2 separate regions of the Drosophila melanogaster genome follow, and region 2 is linked to region 1. A link is a contact called in public Hi-C data. All regions are on one chromosome and are shown on one strand. The core of a region is the stretch at or near the end of the contact, and the rest is flanking DNA. Distances in the headings are between cores, read along the strand shown.

What was found. Hi-C and Micro-C count contacts between places; a contact is called where the count stands out from the background.
Region 2: a contact with region 1 is called in a Hi-C map of the Kc167 cell line, with 5 times the contacts expected there. A contact is called at or near these places in 6 of 107 Hi-C or Micro-C datasets (the D17-c3 cell line, the Kc167 cell line, the S2 cell line and 2 more) and 1 of 7 datasets of targeted methods (the S2 cell line).

The regions. Positions count from the first base shown.
Region 1 is chr3L:22,070,069-22,073,280 of dm6, forward strand. It overlaps CG7139, which reads right to left and starts at 1,780. Exons shown (of 5, transcript NM_141121.4): 1 at 1,584-1,780; 2 at 700-1,487; 3 at 1-94. The coding sequence starts at 1,458. It overlaps CG7133, which reads right to left. Exons shown (of 1, transcript NM_141122.4): 1 at 3,000-3,212. The coding sequence ends at 3,207. lncRNA:CR43995 (long non-coding RNA:CR43995) reads left to right here and starts at 2,301. Exons shown (of 1, transcript NR_073973.1): 1 at 2,301-2,552.
Region 2 is chr3L:22,287,057-22,290,268 of dm6, forward strand. It overlaps IleRS (Isoleucyl-tRNA synthetase), which reads left to right and starts at 1,609. Exons shown (of 6, transcript NM_176387.2): 1 at 1,609-1,684; 2 at 1,739-1,883; 3 at 1,948-3,199. The coding sequence starts at 1,741. Hem (HEM-protein) reads right to left here and starts at 1,139. Exons shown (of 2, transcript NM_079490.4): 1 at 1-1,139. The coding sequence starts at 931.

The DNA of each region.
Region 1 (3,212 bases), core at 530-3,029:
TCTCTTCAAAGCTCGTGATGATAGGCACGGCAGGAAGGGGCGGGTGATTGCGTAGTTGCGGCAGCTCCACAGAATACTTTGTCTCCTTCATTAACTGTCGCATAAAATATTCCGGTAGAGGATGTGAAAGATACAAACTATAGTAAGTGCCATTACTTAATAAGCTTCGGGGTAGAAAATAAAATACAACCAAGAACGTAATATACCAAAAATTTACCAATAAAAAATGAAAACGAGCTAGTTGCCTCAAATTGTATGTGTATGTGGCTAGACTGCCACATTCCGATCCTCGGATATTCGATACCCGTCTTCTCTCAGCTACAAAAAAGCGACTGTTTCTCAGATTGCCAGCGACTTTCTGACTGACCATGGTATGCCCTAAAAAATTAAGTAGCCAACAAAAAAGGCCTCTACTATGTTTCTGCAGGTGGTCTGAATGTTTTTCGCAATTCAAAGGAAGTTCGCCGGAAAAATAATGAAATGCAAAGAAGCAAAATTGAATTGGTCAGTGATAATGATTAAGAATAAATATATACCTCTTAAAGATTTTTTATCGAGCTTAGTTAAACGTTTTACACTCGCGTAACGGGTATACAATTACACATTTTTGGCTGACTCACAATGAGATTGCAGTTAACAATAAATCTCTATCTTTATATACATATGTATGTATATAGACGATTTAAAGTGCCTTCTTACCTGAATGAGCTCTCCCGCAGTCGTCCGCTCGAATCGCTCTAGCATGCGCTGAATATTCTCCCGTGGGACGTTGTGGACGTTTTTCTGGGCCAGTTTGCTGGCAGACTTGCACCAACTAGTATTGGGCTCGAGAAGCTCAATTACGTAACCGTGGCGCACGGCGAACTGGACATATGGCTGCATCTCCCAGACCATTGTATTGGTGTTATCCACGATGATGGGGCTCCAGCCGGAGGCGGCCTTATCGCGCACTCGCTGCTGGTTCCACTCGTGGGCAGCTGGCAGCAGAGTGGGGTTGAAGACATAGCCGCGGCGCGTCTTGAAGTAGTCGTCTGAGCTCAGGACAAAGTCGCGCACCTGGTGTCGATCGAGTAGATGCGCCTGGCGCAGCAGAGACTCTGCCAGTGTACTCTTACCGCTGCCTGAAGGGCCGCGCATTATGATCATCAGCTTATGGCCCGCCTGCGCCCGCTGGCAAATCGAGTTAAATTGTTTGTTGCTTTGGTTGCTGTTCAGATTGCTGGCGGGGCACATTCTAATGGAGCTTGGGGCTTCAGCAGTTGCATATTTCCTGTGAGTTCCACCGCTCTTGCTGCGACCGCAATTGTTATTGTCATTATTATTATTGTTGTTGTTGTTGTTGTTATTATTATTATTATTATTCTTATTATTATTATTGTTGTTGTTGATGTTGATGCGGTCCAACAAAAGCGCCAAATCCGCTGGTTCAGCTGAATGCGAGCTTCGCTCTGTCGACATGGCGTTTGTTTTCCTTTTGCTAGCTTGCCCTGTGAAAGCAGATCGTTTAGGGGGGATCGACCAACGTAATGCGCAGTAACCACAGACACCCCATCACCCAATTCGCATCTGAATCTCGGACTCACCAATATCTGACCAGACTGTAATCCCCCGATGTCGTAACTGCGCGTTGATGTCTCAATCTCTCTCATTCAATCGGTTGTCATGCAAGGATCAACCTGCGGGCTGCAACTTCGTTTGCTTGTTTCCAGAAATCGGGAAGCTATGCGTCGCATTACATCCGTTAATTCGCTGCATTGCAAGTTGGGAAAACCACGTCTGTGCGGAGGCTATCGATGGAGGAGGCTATGGTCACGCGTCATCGATAAGCAGCAGTGCTGGCGGCCAGCTTTTTTCAAGCCAAGCTATTGCTTCGGAATAAAATCGCTAAGTTTTTGGATTTTTTTTTTTAATACTATGAAAACATTATGTTAAGCACATAAATAAGATTCTTAATATGATTATGATAAATGTTATAAAATAACATGAAATTATAACGTCGTTATCACGTCCGTCCGTACGAAATCCAATATCTCGGGAACTTTGAGAGCTGTTAATTGGGTACTAAACACCCGAATTCTAGTTTCGCTTACGCAGCAAAATATAGTTTTTCTTCCGATAACATAGAAATGGAATTGTGAACAGAAGAAGAGAAGGGAGAATGCTATAGTCGAGTTACCCGACTATAAGATACTCAGTTAGTAGTGTGCGAATTTCATAATTTTTCTGGAATATCGATCGATATTGAGGAAATGTGTGTTATCTTTGTATGGAAAAACATCGATAAATAAATCGTGTTATCTGTATATTATTTCGCACCAAGGACATATTGTTGTTTAAAGAAAATAAATACGTCTTTCGTTTCTACATTTGCCATCATATTTTATTGAGATACCATTTACTCAGTTAGTAGTGTGCAAATTTCATTAATTTTAAGAACATTTTTTAAAATTGTTTAAAAGTGGGAATGTTTTGGGCGTTTTGCTGGTGTAAAGAGGGACGTGGCAAAAGTGTTTTTGATACAGATGGAAATTGACAAGACACACAATAAAACGAAAAAATTAAAATATAATGTATATAATAATATAATATATATAATAATATGTATAATATATATATATGTATATATATATAATATAAAAATAATAAAATATAATATAATAAAATATAATTATAATAGACAAATAAAAAATGAAAAAAATATCTTAACAATTTGGACAGTTTTGGGCGGCTTGTGGGCGTTTATTGGGCGTGTTAACATGGGTCAACAAACTTGCGCTGCGTCTATGTCTCTATAATCGCTATAATTATTCTTAACATTCTAGCTTTCAAAGTTCCTGACTGGACAGGGCACATATTCAAAAATAAGTGGAATAAATAGTCGATACCGAAAAGGGACATGGAAAAATATCTGTATTTCATATTTCGCACTGCTATTTCATTGAACACAGCTGTATATACATAACCAAATCCGATGCAGAGTATGAAAACAATATTTTAGTCCGAAGGTATAAAAATTTTATTTATTTGAATTTTTTTTTGTGTGTATGCCATATCGTATTCGATTCTATTTTAACCCTATTTCTTTAATGCTTCTTGATTAAAAAAAGCAAAACATGTTTCAGGATATACCTTTAGATTGAGGCGGAGCTGCTCTGTCTGAGTTGCCTTCTACGCGTTTTTAGCGGAGTCACCAGATATGGAATTTTTCAATT
Region 2 (3,212 bases), core at 359-2,858, 220 kb after region 1:
CTTTAATTCCGTCGAAAGTAGCCTGAATGTATTGATGAATTTGCAGGACCTCGTCGCGGAACAAGGCCACAACCCAGCTTGACTCCAGGGCGGAGAGCCAGATTTTGTTGACTTCCGGGTACTGTCCGAGCATTTGATGGTTCAGCAGCAAGCCAAAGATTATCCAGCGGTCCATTGCCTCCAGGGATATGTACTCGCAGGACATGGTGTCAGTGCGGACGGCCTTAAGAAGAATGGCCGGATTGCCTACCAGACTCAACTTTTGCATTTCCCTCCACTTGTCTGCTGGCAGGTTTCGCAGTGCATAGATGGAGGTCAGCGACCGCAACGCACTGGTTAGCAGGCGCTGGTGGGGAATGAATTCCTCGGCCAACTTTTTTAAGGGGACCTCGTAGTCCAGAATCATCTGCCCCAAGCGGGGGAAGCCCGTGTCCGCCTGATTGTTTTGCAGCTCGTAGGCGGCATTGTACAAGCCCAGAACTGCCTTGCGGTCCTCGACCCTAGACAAAACAATCATCAAGGACACGTAGGTCACAACCAAGTCCAGATAATATTTGGTCAGCTCGAAGTTCAATGTGATGTCCAGGTGAATCTGGCAGGCGTCCATCGTGGTGAGCAGTTCGCATACATTGTCCTTGAAATCAAGTAGGTCCACGAATGTGTGGTAATACAGGGACAGCGACTTAATAATCTCCGCTTTGATGTTTACAATAGCATTGAGCCCTTTGACGTCGATGTTGGGGAACCGCTTCACGATAAACTTGATGCTCGATTCCAACGACTTCTCGGAGAGGAAGCCTGGCTTCGACTTGGTGTCGCCGCATGCTTTCTTGATGTTGTATATCCGCGTAAGAATGCCCAGGCCGCGGTCATTCAAGATGATTAGTTTCTCAGCTATCTTCTGCTGGTTCGGAAAAATTGGGCGTGCCATATCCGATGACTGTTGGCGACGTCGAATGGCTGAAGGCGAGTTTCCGGTGGAGCCCAGAACACAGGTGTGCGCTGGCGAGACGTATTGGGAGGCGTGCAAGTGCTGATTTGCCCAGTACTTATACTTTTTCGTTTGTTAAATTGGCCGAAAAGGAGCGACACAAAAGTGTACACATTACTCTTCCTCTTGTTTTCGCGTTAGTGATGACCAATGGGCTGATAGCAAAGATATATTGCTATCGATAACGATAGCTACCATATATATGCTAAACTATTGATTGTTAAAAAGAAAATATACTGCTGAGAAAAAAAACATATGGCTTAATATAATTTAAGATAATTTTTTTATAATTATATATTACAGTAATTTGGTTATACTACAAATTAATAATAGCTGGTATTTGGGGTTTTAATTTATTAGAATTATTTGTCTAAGTCAGGAATAATTGCTTTCAAAACTATTGCATAGTTTATTCATTCAATTGCCAATGGCTTTCTTACTTAGTAACTTACAGTTCAGTTTTTTATTCTTATGGCTAACAAATTTATTAAAGTTGTTAATAGTAAATAAGCCTTTCTTTTTTTTTCAGTGCTGTCGTCAGCTGATTATCAAGGATGCCGCTCATCGGAACCTACTATCGATATCGCGAACCCATGAGCTAGAGAGCGATTAATGAACCACTAGTTCCGTACCTCGGGCACGTTGTGTGCCACGCAAAAACGCCGCAAGTCAGTTGAATTTCTGATATAAAAGGTGGGCGAATAAGCTCTGTTACTTGATAAATAATACAACAGTGAACTTTGACAGCCATGGGAAAAAAACTAGAGCGGAACGACGTGTGTCGGGTGCCAGAGAACATTAATTTCCCGGCCGAGGAGGAGAACGTACTGCAGAAATGGCGACACGAAAATATCTTTGAAAAGTGCAGCCAGCTGTCGAAGGGAAAGCCCAAGTAAGTGCCGCATACGATTGCATCAGCCGATCGCCAAATTTTGTGCTAATTTTCCACCTCCAAGATACACGTTCTACGATGGACCGCCCTTTGCAACCGGGCTGCCCCACTACGGACACATTCTTGCTGGCACCATCAAGGACATCGTCACACGGTACGCATACCAGCAGGGATACCATGTGGACCGTCGCTTCGGCTGGGATTGCCACGGACTGCCCGTGGAGTTCGAGATTGACAAGCTGCTGAATATCAAGGGTCCTGAGGACGTGGCCAAGATGGGAATCGCAGCCTACAATGCCGAGTGCCGGAAGATTGTCATGCGTTACGCAGATGAGTGGGAGAATGTGGTGACGCGCGTGGGTCGCTGGATTGACTTCAAGAACGATTACAAGACGTTGTACCCATGGTACATGGAGTCCATTTGGTGGATCTTCAAGCAACTGTTCGACAAGGGTCTGGTCTACCAGGGCGTTAAGGTGATGCCCTATTCCACCGCCTGCACAACGTCCCTTTCGAACTTCGAGGCCAACCAAAACTACAAGGAGGTTGTGGACCCTTGCGTAGTAGTTGCACTGGAGGCCGTTTCGTTGCCCAATACCTTCTTCCTAGTGTGGACCACCACGCCATGGACACTGCCCTCAAACTTCGCATGCTGTGTTCATCCGACGATGACCTATGTAAAAGTGCGCGACGTAAAGAGCGACCGACTTTTTGTTCTCGCAGAGTCTCGTCTCTCTTACGTGTACAAATCGGAGACGGAGTACGAAGTGAAGGAAAAGTTTGTTGGCAAAACCCTTAAGGACCTTCACTACAAGCCGCTTTTCCCTTACTTTGCGAAGCGAGGAGCTGAGGTGAAAGCTTATCGTGTCCTGGTCGACGAGTACGTGACTGAGGATTCCGGTACGGGTATTGTGCACAATGCTCCCTACTTCGGAGAAGACGATTATCGTGTGTGCCTCGCTGCGGGCCTCATCACAAAGTCCAGTGAGGTTCTCTGCCCAGTGGACGAGGCAGGACGGTTTACTAACGAGGCAAGCGATTTCGAGGGCCAATACGTCAAAGATTCTGATAAGCAAATAATGGCCGCGCTGAAGGCACGAGGAAACTTGGTTTCCAGTGGCCAGGTGAAGCATAGCTACCCATTCTGCTGGCGGTCAGACACGCCTCTTATCTATAAGGCGGTTCCTTCCTGGTTTGTGCGCGTCGAGCACATGTCTAAAAACCTGCTTGATTGCAGTTCCCAAACGTACTGGGTGCCGGACTTCGTCAAGGAGAAACGTTTTGGAAACTGGCTGAAAGAGGCCAGAGATTGGGCTGTAAGTTTTGTAA